Linked DNA regions of Sus scrofa: region 1 is linked to region 2. Evidence: chromatin contacts called from public HiChIP or PLAC-seq data. All regions are on one chromosome and are shown on one strand. Each heading gives the region's core, a stretch centred on a gene start, on an enhancer-like site or on the middle of the called end of the contact. The rest is flanking DNA. Distances are from core to core; before and after follow the strand shown. Region 1 overlaps ABCG2 (ATP-binding cassette, sub-family G (WHITE), member 2). Region 2 has its middle 12 kb from the start of ABCG2.

The links. HiChIP or PLAC-seq counts read pairs in DNA pulled down with a chosen protein or histone mark.
Region 1: an H3K27ac HiChIP or PLAC-seq map of alveolar macrophages shows a contact between it and region 2. The contact joins two enhancer-like sites. A contact is called at or near these places in 1 of 5 promoter capture datasets (skeletal muscle) and 2 of 2 datasets of contacts at active chromatin or transcription factors (alveolar macrophages and skeletal muscle).

What each region holds. Positions count from the first base shown.
Region 1 is chr8:130,930,853-130,937,321 of Sscrofa11.1, reverse strand. It overlaps ABCG2 (ATP-binding cassette, sub-family G (WHITE), member 2), which reads right to left. Exons shown (of 17, transcript NM_214010.1): 10 at 2,965-3,047; 11 at 1,167-1,256. Among named protein-coding and RNA genes, the nearest start is that of ABCG2, 81 kb to the right of the region's middle. Within about 2 kb of position 4,026, at least 5 of the 83 cell types and tissues checked have an H3K27ac peak or open chromatin away from gene starts, as enhancers often do. A contact at or near this core is called in alveolar macrophages, where this site is marked.
Region 2 is chr8:130,838,342-130,845,478 of Sscrofa11.1, reverse strand. No RefSeq gene overlaps it. Among named protein-coding and RNA genes, the nearest start is that of ABCG2, 12 kb to the left of the region's middle. Within about 2 kb of position 3,663, at least 3 of the 83 cell types and tissues checked have an H3K27ac peak or open chromatin away from gene starts, as enhancers often do. A contact at or near this core is called in alveolar macrophages, where this site is marked.

The sequences.
Region 1 (6,469 bases), core at 2,777-5,276, 91 kb before region 2:
CCCCACCACCTTCACCCCTGCCGGCAGCGGGCGCGACTTAGGCACGCGCGGCCGAGGGACCTCATTCCCCAGGGCCTGTGTCCTCCTCACTACAGACCCCTCTGGAAGTCCTCCCGTCTGCCCTCTGAGCGCCCACTCCGGGCACACAGTCTGCATCACCTCCCTCTCCTCCCACGTGGGCTCTCCTCCAAGGCCAGCGCGGCAGGAGCGGATCTCAGTGGCCACAGGGCCTTTCTTTCTCCCTGCTTCTTCTTTTTCTTTTATGGCCACACCTGCAGCACATGGCGGTGCCCGGGCTAGGGCTCAAATCAGACCTGCAGCTGCTGACCTATGCCACACTCAGAACAACACCAGATCCTTAACCCACTGGGCGAGACCAGGGATCAAACCCCCATCCTCCCAGAGAAATGCTGGGTCCTCAACCCATGAACCACAACGGGAACTCCCCCTCCTTCCAGTGAAGGTGCTTATTCTCCAACCTCAAATGCAGCTTTGGATCCCTAACCTCTTCTTACTTCTTCCACTCTCAGGATAAAGACAAGAAAACGGCACTTCTGCCCACGATCACGCCTGCCAACCCTTCACGCCTCCCAACCCTACACCCCTGCTGGCTATCCAGGCCTATTTTCTCCTCTCCAAAGTTTGAGACCCCTCTTCTCCTGAGATCTTCCTCCTGTAATTCCAAACTATTCCTCCAACAGCTTCATTTGCATGGAATTATGCAAGAACCAGCCCAGCCCACCTCAGGTCAGGGCTGCCCTGTGGCTCCTTCCAGTCCTCTTGGCATTGAGAGCGGGCTCATTCTACATTCTTGGTCAGCTTTACCTCCTCACCTTGAATTCACTGTTCAACCCATGACCCTCCCTCGACCAAGCCCTCCCTCTACCAAGCCTTCTTCCTTGCTAAGAGCAAAAGGTCCTCTTCACCCTCTTTAGCGCCTGCCTCCTCGGCAGCACTTGCATTTGGGGGCTGTGTCCTCATCTTCACACTCCTTTTTCCCTTCCCATCAGGCCCCAGTGTGCTCCGGATTCCCCCCACACCCACCCCCCGCCCTTGGCTGCTCTGCCTCAGGCCACACCAGTCATCCCCAGGAGCCAAACCAAGGCCTGATTCTGGATGGGCCCCGGCTGACCAACAGCCCCTTCCAGGAACAGAGACCCACTCACATAAAGAGTTTCTTCTCCACCACAAGGAGCTCCACGGCCGAGACGCTGCTGAAACACTGGTTGGTTGTCAGGAAGAAGAGCACTCCGGCTCTGCAGTGAGAGGAAGGGAAAAAAGCAATGCAGACAAACAGGCTTAGATATTTTTCTACCTGCAACCCCCCCCCCAACAAATGCCATCTGAACACAGTAAACAAACTACTGCTCTGGTTCAATCAGAGGGGGCTGTATGAGCCCATCAGGTTTCTCTCCACTGGTGTCTCCAGAGTGGGACCCCTGGGACTCCACGTAGCACACTTGGAAATTCAAGGTCCTGGTTCGCTATGGTTTGAACTGCATTCTCCTGAAATTCCTGTGTGGACACCCTAACTCTCAATGCAATGGCCCTCAGAGACAGAGACTTTGGGAGGTTGTGAGGTCTGGACCAGGTCATGAGGGTGGGGCCCCCACAACGGATTAGGGCCCTTCAAAGACAAGAAAAGAGAGGTAAGAGAGCTCTCTCTCTGCCAGCAAGGACATGCAAGAAGGCACCAAATCTGAGTTCCCATTGTGGCTCGGTGGAAACGAACATGACTAGGATCCATGGGGATGTCGGTTTGATCCCTGGCCTTGTTCAGTGGGTTAAGGATCTGGCATTGCCACAAGCGGTGGTGTAGGTTACAGACACGGCTCAGATCCTGAGTTGCTGTGCCTGTGATGGAGGCCAGCACCTGCAGCTCCAATTCGACCCCTAGCCGGGGAACTTCTGTATGTCACAGGTGTGGCCCAAAAGAGCAGGAAAAAAACAAAAGACAAAAAAAAAACAAAAAATAATACAATAATCATTAGAGAAATGCAAATCAAAACCACAAGGAGAGATGGCTATTACATAGGGAAAAACAAAAAAACAAAAAACCAAAAAACAACAACAACAACAACAAAAACCAACACGTATTGGTGAGGCTGGAGAGAACCTGAAACCCTGGGCACTGCTGGCAGAAATGCATGACGGTACAGCTGCTGCTGAAGGCAACATGGCAGGTCCTCGCAAAATTAACAGAAGTACCAAATGATCCAAACATTCCACGTCTGGGTATAATTCAAAAGAATTTAAAGCAGAGACGCAACCCGATTTTTGCTCGTACACTCATGTTCATAGCAGCACTGTTGGTAACAGCCAACAGGCGGAAACGACCCAGGTGTCCGTGGACAGATAAACTGAGACACCCAAGGTGGTGTGGCCATACCGTGGAGTATTACGCAGCCTTTAAAAAGAAAGAAATTCTGACACATGCTGCAACACGGATGATGCTAAGGGACACAGCCAGTCACCAAAGAACAAATGCTCTGATGCCACTGATACGAGGTACCGAGAACAGTCAGCATCAGAGACGGAAGACAGTGGCGGTTTCCAGGGGCTGGTCAAAGGTGGAGGGCACGACTGCTGTTTGATGGGTACAGACATTCAGTCTGGAAGATGAAAAAAATTCTGGGGTCGGAGGCCGAGGTTTTTACAGCTGCATCATAATGTGAATGTGATTAATGCCACTGAACTGTACTCGAACCTGGTCAACGGGGTAAACTTTATGTTCTCTGTATTTTACTACTGTATATATGTGTGTGTGTGTGTGTGTGTGTGTGTTTGTGTGTGTGTGTGTGTGTGTGTGAATGTGAAAATTAACTCTTCCATCCAACTTTCTATTCGCTGACTTATCTGCAGTTTACCCGGTGCTTGTCTCAAATTCAAATTTGTAATGGATTTCCTTAAGCTTGAAAACAAAGTAATAGAACCTTCTCAAAATCAAGATCTAAATTGACTTACCTGTTCTGGATTCCTGAGGGATCATTTTTCAGATCATAGAAAATGGCACCTATAACCAGGCCCAGGATGATCGTCACAATTATCTTTTCAAAAAGAAAAAAAATGTTTTCAATTAAAGGTAAAAACTTAAGATATTTATTACTAAAATACATCTGGCTACATAATAAATCTCTCCGTTGATATAGATATCTTAAATGGCTTGGCCGTAGTTCTTGGGCAAAAATATAAAATAATGTGTGTTATGAGACTGCTTTTTAAATTAAAATAAAAGTATTACAGACGTTTCCGCTGTGCCGCAGAAGGTTATGAACTGGACTAGTGTCCATAAGGATGCGGGTTTAATCCCTACCCTGCTCAGTGGGTTAAGGATCCAGTGTTGCCATAAGCTGCAGCAAAGGTTGCAGAAGTGGCTTGGATCCAGTGTGGCTATGGCTGTGGCTGTGGCCAGGACCTGTAGCTCCAATTCAATCCCTAGCCTGGGAACTTCTATATTTCTCAGGTGTGGCCCTAAAAAAAAATAATAAAAAAATAATTACCTGTGTGCTGGGGAGACTAACAGGAGAACAAAGCAGAAAAGCTAAAGATTCCTCCCAGGTTTTCCAGGCACTGCCAGTTCACGGTCCAGTTCAGGCTACTGGGCCTGGGAATGCCGTGTAACATGCAGAACAATGCAAGTACCTAGCAAGGTAGTTTAGGGGTAAAATAAAACCCAAGTGGTAAGAGTTCTGGCCTGAACTCTCAACCTTTGTCCTAGTGAACATGCAGAGTCTGACAGTTCAAGAGACTCCAGTAAAAACAAGATATCTTTACTCTTAACATGAAAATTAAATAAAAATCTTAAAAACACACATAAAAATTCCAACAATGAAATTGTGCATAATAAGGAAGTAGGGTAAGCTGGGGTACGCCCATCTGACCTGGGGAGAGTTCATGTCTGCTCTGGAAAAGTGCACTGTCACCAAAGCATTCACAGAGCTGTCTCTAAGGGCACTCAGGGGCTTCCCTTACTCACCCTCCTGCCACTGCTTCTTGGGCAACCTCAGCCCAGAAAGCCTACCAGCCACAGCAACACTGAGGGGCCAATTCCTAGCCACTCCTACCTACCTTTACTCACTCAGTCTGTTTGACGACGCCTAAGAGCCTGGATAAACATCACTGTCATTTTTAAGTTTGATAAAATGTTCCTTAAGGACACTTCACTTCCAGGGGCAAAATGCTAAGGGTTATGCAGAGTGTTAAGGGTTATGCTATAATTGATTGAAGAAAATTCTACTTATTGTACTTTTCTTTTTCTTTTTCCTTTTAGGGCCTCCACAACTGCATATGGAAGTTCCCAGGCTACGGGGTAAATCGGAACTACAGCTGCTGGCCTACACTACAGCTCACAGCAATGCCGGATCCTTAACCCAAGGGATTAACCCTGCAACCTCATGGTTCCTAGTCAGATTTGTTTCCCCTGAGCCACAACGGGAACTTCTACTTATTGTACTTTTTAATTAAATTTTATTAAATGTACTAAAAATATAAGAAATGATAATCTAAAGAAAATAAACTATTCCACCAAGGTTCCCTGGAACCTTCAATGTGAAAAATAAATAAATTTTTTAAAAAGTCAGTACTGCATAGTGCAGTGGCATCAAGGTTTGAAGTAAGTTGTCAAGACACTTTGGCTGGAAGCCAACAAAATTGGAAAACAGGATCCTGATCTGCCAAGACTCTTTGTGAAGACCAGCGTCTGTAAACAATACGATTTGAGGAGTTCCCATGTGGCTCAGTGGTCAATGAATCCAACTAGGAACCATGAGTTGCACGTTTGATCCCTGGCCTTGCTCAGTGGGTTAAGGATCCGGCGTTGCCATGAGCTATGGTGTAGGTCAGCAGCTGTAGCTCTGATTTGATCCCTAGCCTGGGAACCTCCATATGCCGCGTGAGTGAGGCCATAGAAAAAATAAAAAGAAAAAAGAATATGATTTGAGATGTCCTTAAAAATTGCCTTGCTAAAAAGACAGTCAGAAATTTGGAATGAAGAGTTTTCACCCTGGCATGTTTTAATTACCTTCCACATATACTATATACTTCATGTCAACAGACCAAGCTTCCAAATAAATAAAAACGACCCCATCAGCATGTGGGCAAGCTCACCTATACAAGCCTATACTTTCACACCGCATAACTCTGAATGTTCAGACTTGAACATTGGCCACTCCATAAGCTTTGTTTCTTTTGTGCTCAAACTTAATAACTTACATTAAAAGACTGTCAGTTTTACCTTAGGAAGTTTCCTAAAGGTTTCAAAGTTCAAAAAATATTTCCAAAGTTTTCAAACATTATGACAAAATGATTAATCTCACAATTTTGTTGTTTTCATAAGGTGCATCTTCTTGTACTGAGGAAAAGAAAATAAACGGGGAAACTAAAGATTGCTCAATGGAGCAAGGAGACTCTTCTGTGAGTACTGCACAGCTGGCTTCTCTGAATAGAGGGGACAAAAAGAAATTTCCCAAATATGTCATTCCATCTTTGTTCTAATGTCTTTATCAACATTTCTCGGCGCTCCCGTCATGCTGCAGCTGAAACAAATCCCACTAAGAACCATGAGGTTGCGGGTTCGATCCCTGGCCTCGCTCAGTGGATTAAGGATCCAGCGTTGCTGTGGCTGTGGTGTAGGCCGGCAGCTGCAGCTCCAAATAGACACCTAGCCCAAGAAGCTCCAGATGCCGCAGGGTCAGCCATAAAAGCAAACAAATAAACAAACAAAAAACATTTATCAAGATGAATTCTGAGGGATGGTTATGACTGCCTTTGAAAAAATGAATCCATGGTCAAATGGTCAACTATGCTTATGGGAACAATGAATCCCCAAGAGATATGACAGCGTTTCCCATCTTGTGTAAGATGACCTACCCAAGATTGATCAACACGAAGCCATAAAAGATTTTAATAGCTCCACATTCCAACACTCAAAGAAGTAAAAGACACACTAGCAAAATTAAAAATATTAAAAGACGCTAAACCTGAAGCCAGTAAGCTATGGCCCCCAGGCCTATTTCTGTTCAGTACATGAGGTAAAAACAATTTTTAAGTATTCTTTTAACGGTTGGGAAGAAAGAGAGAAGAGTAATGTTGCTTGCCACATGAAATTCATATTGCAGCATCCATGAATAAAGTTTCATCGGAACACAGCTATGTTCACTTTTTAATCAATTATTTACGGCTGCGTTCTTGCCACAACGGCAGAAGCGACTACTTGAAACAAAGACCACATGACATGCAAAGCCTCAAGTATTTACTCTCTGACCCTTTGGAAAAGAGGTCTGCCCTCTCCTGCCTTAGCTGATTAAACCTTGTATCTCCCTGAGCATCTGCCTGCGGGGGACACCTCTTCAGATGTGTCAGTACTGGAATGCCAGCTTAAGGCAGGAGTCCACTCTGCTGACCGCTGTTGCGGACTCCTCCTCAACGTAGGTCTCTTGGCATTAAGACTTAAAAGGCAGCAGCACTGAGA
Region 2 (7,137 bases), core at 2,414-4,913:
TGAAGGGAAGGAGGCATGAACACAGAGAAAGACAGCACACTGTGGTTGGGGGCGCAGGAAGTGGTGGAGGTGTTGAGGCCAGATGTAGAGCTAGACTGCCTTGATTCATATAAATTTCTTTATATAGTAGACAAAAAGACCAAATAAATAATTCATTTGGTTATACAATTCACATGGTATAAATACCATTTTTAGTCAAGCCCTAAAAAATGAGCATAGCAGGGAGAAAAAATTTTATAGTTACGTACAGATGATTAGCCTGCAAAGTCAGAAAGTAGGGTAGAGGATGTAACATTTGTCCCTGCAAAACAGATTGAAAGGTTAAGTCTTGAGAGTCCACCAAACGAAATTTCACTTACCTCTAATGTCTTTTGTTTAAGTAAACTTTTTTTTTTTTTTTTTTTTTGGTCTTTTTAGGGCTGTACCTGTGGCGCATGGAAGTTCCCAGGCTAGGGGACAAATTAGCGTTTTAGTTGCCAGGCTACACCCCAGCCACAGCAATGCAGGATCCAAGCTGCATCTGCAACCTACACTACACAGCAACGCCAGATCTTTAACCCACTGTTCGAGGCCAGTGATCAAACCTTCATCATCATGGATACTAATTGAGTTCATTTCCACTGAGCCATGAGAGGAACTCCCTGTTTAAGTAAACTTTTAAAATAAGTATAACACATACATAGACAAAGTACAGAAAAATTTAAGTAAACAGCTTGATGTTTATTTCCAAAGTAAACACATCTGTATATTTGTTTATATATATACATGTGTGTCTGTGTATTTCTCATAGGTCAATTATATTTCAAAAAAAATAAACAAGCCAGGAGTTCCCATCATGGCTCAGTGGTTAATGAACCCAACTAGGATCCATGAGGTTGCAGGTTCTATCCCTGGCCTTGCTCAGTGGGTTAAGGATCCGGTGTTGCCGTGAGTTGTGGTGGACACAGCTCGGACCCTACATTGCTGTGGCTGTGGCGTAGGTGGTGGCTGCAGCAGAGGCTGGCAGCTGTAGTTTCGATTCAACCCCTAGCCTGGGAACTTCCATATAACTGGGGTAGAGCCCTAAAAAGCAAGTAAATAAATAAACAAGCCAAAAAACCAAAATAGGCAAAACTCATGTAAAGCAACAGAAGTGAGATGAGTGGTTATCTTTGGAAGGGACAATGACTAGGGAGGAACATGAGGGAGACTTCTGGGGTGTTGATAATAAACAAATATACATGTATATTTTAGAATATGTACAAACGGAGTTCCCATCGTCGCTCAGCAGTTAACGAATCTGACTAGAATCCATGAAGATGCAGGTTCAATCCCTGGCCTTGCTCAGTGGGTTAAGGATCCTGCATTGCTGTGGCTGTGGTGTAGGCCAGCAGCTACAGCTCTGATTCGACACCTAGTCTAGGAACTTCCATTACGCCGTGGGTGCAGCCCTAAAAAGTAAAAAAATAAAATAAAATATGTACATATAAAATATATATGTATTTGTGGGTCCGGGTGGCAGATCTACAAGTGTATTCACTTTGTAAATATACAGCAAATCGTTTACTTAGCTCTTTTTCTGTACGTATGTTATACTGCAATTTAAAAGTTTACTTAAACAAATGACTTTATGGATACGTGTTATGTGGAGAAGAGAGATGGGAGCATGCTAGATTAAAATAAGTTTATTAATTAGGTTTCATCATTGCAAAATATGTGTAGCACAGTGTTTATGGAACCTCTTCACCAAGAAACAGATCAAAGGCTGTGTATTCTCAGTAAAACACCGGCAGAATGAGGAAGTCTTGAATGCTAAACCAAGGAATGTAGCTTGATCTTGAGAGTGAGAAACCATTAAAAGTTTAGTGTAGGGGGATGACATTGTCAACAGGTGTTTTAGAAAGATTGGTCTGTTTATATATAGAATGGATGGGGGATGGGCCAATCTTGAAATGAAAAAAGTAAAGACTGAACTAGAGCAGCAGTGGAAGAAATTGGTGAGAAAAGGGACACGAAAGGAATATGGTAAAGGAAGAATTTGCAGTCCTGGTATCAGACAGAACATTGAAAGTGTGAGACAAAGGACAGAGCTGACTTTCAAGGTCACAAACCTGAGAAGCTGAACGCCTTGTGGGCCATGAATGAGAATTACTAGGGTAGAAAGTATGTCCTTGTCCTCAGTGTGTTTCTTAAATATTGCCTCGCTCAAGGCCTTGAACACAGCAGATAACTGAGAAATGTTTATTGTCCAAATAGTAAAACTGAGTTTATCTTATGTAATTCAGGGGCTTATCCACCCTTACCTGTATCTGCTATGTTGTAAAAATGGAAGAGGGTTTTATCGAGACTGACCTCTTTCATATGATACATTACTGACTACTATAAACATTTTATGGTCTGTAGGGATAAACGTTTATTCATGGGAGCTGGAGTTAAAGTGTAATAGCGCTCAATGACATGTGATTCATTATAAGATGTCTTCAAATTTTTTTCACTTCTGTCAGGCTTAATATATGAGACGATGTCAACAAAGCCAAGCATGTACAGCCTCACCCAGAATTATATTTTCGTTTTCCCTATGTCATCACCCATATTAAAAACACACATTCATTATTCAATACGTAACAAAACCAACATCCAGTCTAGACGTACCCAAGATTCGCCCAACCTACAGTTTTTGCTATTTGACTCATGGGTGCCTCAATTTCTTACCTCAAATTAAGGGTGATAACACCTATGTCACAGGGTTGAATAAAGATTAAAAAATAATGTACATTTGGAAAACATAAGGGAACCTCAATTTTTACCCAATACCCATAATAACAGTTAATATTTATCGAGTACTTGCTACTTGCCAGGCAGTGTTCTAAGAGCCTTTAGGTTTTACGGGTTTTTTAAAACCTCATTTAATCTTCACAACAATGCCCTTAGGTGGGTTCTATTAAAATTGCTGTCTTGCGGAGGATGAAACTGCAACTTGCTCACGGTCATACAGACAATAAACAACTTATGGCCTTATTTTGGCTGTTTACATTAGTGCTGATGAAATAAGAAATAATGGGAGTTCCCGTCATGGCACATCGGAAGCAAATCTGACTAGGAACCATGAGGCTTCGGGTTCCATCCCTGGTCTCGTCTAGTGGGTTAAGGATCTGGCATTGCCATGAGCTGGAGTATAGATCGCAGATGTGCTCAGATCTGGCGTTGCTGTGGCTGTGGTATAGGCTGGCAGCTGTAGCTCCCATTAGACCCGTAGCCTGGGAACCTCCATATGCCAGAGGTGTGGCCCTAAAAAGGAAAGGAAGAAAAGAAAGAAAGAAAGAAAGAAAGAGAGAGAGAGAGAGAGAGAAAGAAAGAAAGAAAGAAAGAAAGAAAGAAAAAGAAAGAAGAAATAATGACACTATTATTTCTTGTAAAATCTGCTTTAAAAAATTCTTTAAAGAGAGAATGTAGAATGAATGTGTTCACCTTCAAAATCGCCCCTCAGCCACAATGGATCCAAATAAAAGAAGAAAAGCAAGAAAATCTACGCAACTGCAAAACCATGATAAATACCTCCATGAAAGAAACTCACAATAGTAAGAATGACTAGGTTTCTGGGTTGAAGGCCTTGAGTCTAGAAACAAGTAATAGTGATAAGGAATGTGGTTAAATAAAGGGAACTCAAGCCCCAGGGATGGGGCTGCCCACTTATAAAGGGTGGAGTTAGTGGGAGAAAGTGCTGCCAGCTCTGCCTAGGGTATATGGATGGGGATGATGAGGCAGAGTCACAGCACCTGGGTGGTGATGCCCCCCGCCCCAGTCTCCAGCTCATCGTGCCTCCCTGGTGCCTCTAGGGACTTCTGTGCCTCCCTAAAGGGGCGCAGTGGACACTGGGAGCCACTGAAGTGGCCCTCTGCCTGTGAAAGACCTGCTCTCACCTGCTGCCTCTGGATAACTGCTGGATAACCCGGGGCTCCTCGTCCACTGCTCTCTGCTCAACAACAGGGCTTCCCAAATCAGGCTGTTCCTTAACAGAATGTGTGAGATTCAAGCTACAATCCTGGCCTTGCTAACCTCAGCAATTTGTAAGATTGATCATGAAATAAATCACGTTCATAAAAAAAAAAAGTGCTGCTAAGCTCTGGCTAGGGATTTAGCCAATGGACTGCTCTGTCCGCGGGAACCAGGGAGACACATATACAGTCTGATGGGTCTTCCTTCTCCTCCTCTTAATCTTCCTCACATTCTTCTACATCCCCCCACCCCAAACTACACCTGGGATAATTTGCTCACATTTATCTTCCAGGTCACTAATTCTCCATGCAGTTAAATTAATTTTTCATTTAACTTTCTATACACTGGAATTCTTAATTTCAGTAAGGTTGGTTTTTTTTTAATTCCTCAAAGTAATATTTTGTTCTTCGAATTGACCTGATCATTAGACAGTCTCCTATTCTCACTCATGTTTTCAATGCTTGTTTCATTTTTTTATTTTTTATTTTTGTCTTTTTAGGGCCGCACCACAGCATATCAAAGTTCCCAGGCTAGGGGTCGAACTGGAGCTACAGCTGCCAGCCTACGCCACAGCAACATGGGATCCTACACCACAGCTCATGACAACGCTGGATCCTTAACCCACTGAGTGAGGCCAGGGATCAAACCCACATCCTCGTGGATACTAGTCCAGTTCATTACCACTGAGCCATGATGGGAACTCCTCAAGGCCTTTTTTAAATCTGGAAAAACCTCATGCAGAATTAATTTTAATTCTGATAATTAATTATAAAGCAGAACTCTCTGCTTGATTTTTGTTTTATAATTTTTCCTTGTGACTTTTTATTGGCTGTGTCTAGAATTGAGGCCTGGTTGAGGGTATGTTCCCATTTGGGGAAGACTGTTTTCGCTTCTCTCAGACACTTGGGATACTCTTTTTTTTTTTTTTTTTTTTTTTTAATGGCTTTACCCTCACATATGGAAGTTCTTGGGCCAGGAATTGAATCCAAGCCATACTGGCAACCTACATACACCACAGCTGCAGCAATGCAGGATCCTTAACCCGCTGCATCAGGCCAGGGATTGAACCCACACCTCTGTAGTGATGCAAGCTGCTGCAGTTGGATTCTTAACCCACTGCCCCAGGGTGGGAACTCCAACCTGTCCTGGTACTCCTTAAATTACAGGCTTGTGTTTTTGGACCATGGAAAGAATGTGGACTTGGTTCCAAACTACAGATCTGGCCAGTGGCTACAATTTCTCAGGGCAACACATTTTTTTCCTCCTTTAAAATGTCTTCATTCATAGCCCAGCCCAAGAAAAACTGTGTTCTTGTGGTTCACCTTTGCAGGGTGGGTTTCCTGTCCAGTCTGTCCTTTCTGAGCGTGTACCTCTCCTGGGCCTGGGCATTATGTTTCTCTTTTACGTGAGCTCAGGCTTTGTCCTCATCCCCTCTGCAATGCAATTCAGAGTCTCAACAAAGAAGACTGCAAGTCTCAGGAAACCCAAGGCTTTAAAACTTAGTTTACCTGGGAGTTCCCATCACGGCTCAGTGGAAACAATTCTGACTAGTATCCAGGAGGATGCAGGTTCAATCCCTGGCCTCACTCGGTGGGTTAAGGATCCAGTGTTGCCGTGAGCTGCGGTGCAGGTGGCAGAGGTGGCTTGGATCCCAAGTTGCTGTGGCTGTGGCTGGCAGCTGTAGCTCCGATTCTACCCATGGCCTGAGAACTTACATATGCCGCAGATGTGGCCCTAAAAAGACAAAACAAACAAACAAAAGACAACTTAGTTTACCTGCCTAGTCTCTACTCCATTCTGACCTTAGGGAACTCATCCAATCATTTGAGTGGTTTTAATATTTTATCAAGCATCTTTAGATTTTATGTAGCTGGGGAGTTCCCGTCGTGGCACAGTGGTTAACGAATCCGACTAGGAACCATGAGGTTGCGGGTTCGGTCCCTGCCCTTGCTCAGTGGGTTAATGATCCGGCGTTGCTGTGAGCTGTGGTGTAGGTTGCAGATGTGGCTCGGATCCCGAGCTGCTGTGGCTCTGGCGTAGGCCAGTGGCTACAGCTCCGATTCGACCCCTAGCCTGGGAACTTCTATATGCCGCGGGAGCGGCCTAAGAAATGGCAAAAAGACAAAAAAAAAAAAAAAAAAGATTTTATGTAGCTGGTCGTTTCAGGGCCTTTAACTCTGCAATACTGCTGAAAATAGAAGTCCTCAAATGTATGTCATCTTGTTCCCTTTTTCTTGCTACTATGGAAATTTCCAAACATTTCACAAATAGAACAGTATGATGAAGCCTATGTGCTGATCTCAACTAGTGGTCAACTGTTGTTTCACTGATGCTCCCCTTTACTCCCTCTTTCCTACAGGTTATTTTGAAATAAATTTCAGAGAGCAAATAATTTTATTCATAAATATTTTAATATGTATTTCATAAATTTTTCATATGTGCAAAGATATGGACTCTATCTTGGTAATTAATTTTCATATTTATCTCATATGTCATCTTTAACCAATAGTTTAAGCTATTTACTTCTTTATATAGGCAGATTATAAATATTATAATTAAATCAAAGAGTACTGTAGAAAGTTTAAAGTAAACTTAATTTAATTTAACTTTTTCTTAATTTGTTTTATTTTTTTGTCTTTTTAGGGCCAAACCTGTGGTATATGGAGGTTCCCAGGCTAGGGGTCTAATGGGAGCTACAGCTGCCAGCCTATGCCACAGCTACAGCAATGCCAGATCTGAGCCACATCTGCGACCTACACCACAGCTCACAGCAACGCTGGATCCTTAACCCACAGATCAAGGACAGGGATTGAACCTGCATCCTCATGAATACTAGTCAGATTCGTTTCTGCTGAGTCACAAGGGGTACTCCTAAATTTCATTTTAAATCTCACACCTTCCCTAATAATGAATTGTACTTATTCTACACCTAATTTTCTTGGAGTCACAGTATTTCTCCATGTGCCTCATCAACTGTGCCAAGTGATGGCAAACATCCTTGACCATAAAAGAAGTCAGAGCAGACAGGATCCAGGAATGAGTTTATTTTTCTATATGAGATGAGAAAGTAGTCCAGTTTAATTTTTGGATGTAGCCGTCTAGTTTTCCCAACACCATTTATTGAAGAGGTTGTCTTTTCTCCTTTGTTGTAAACTAATTCAC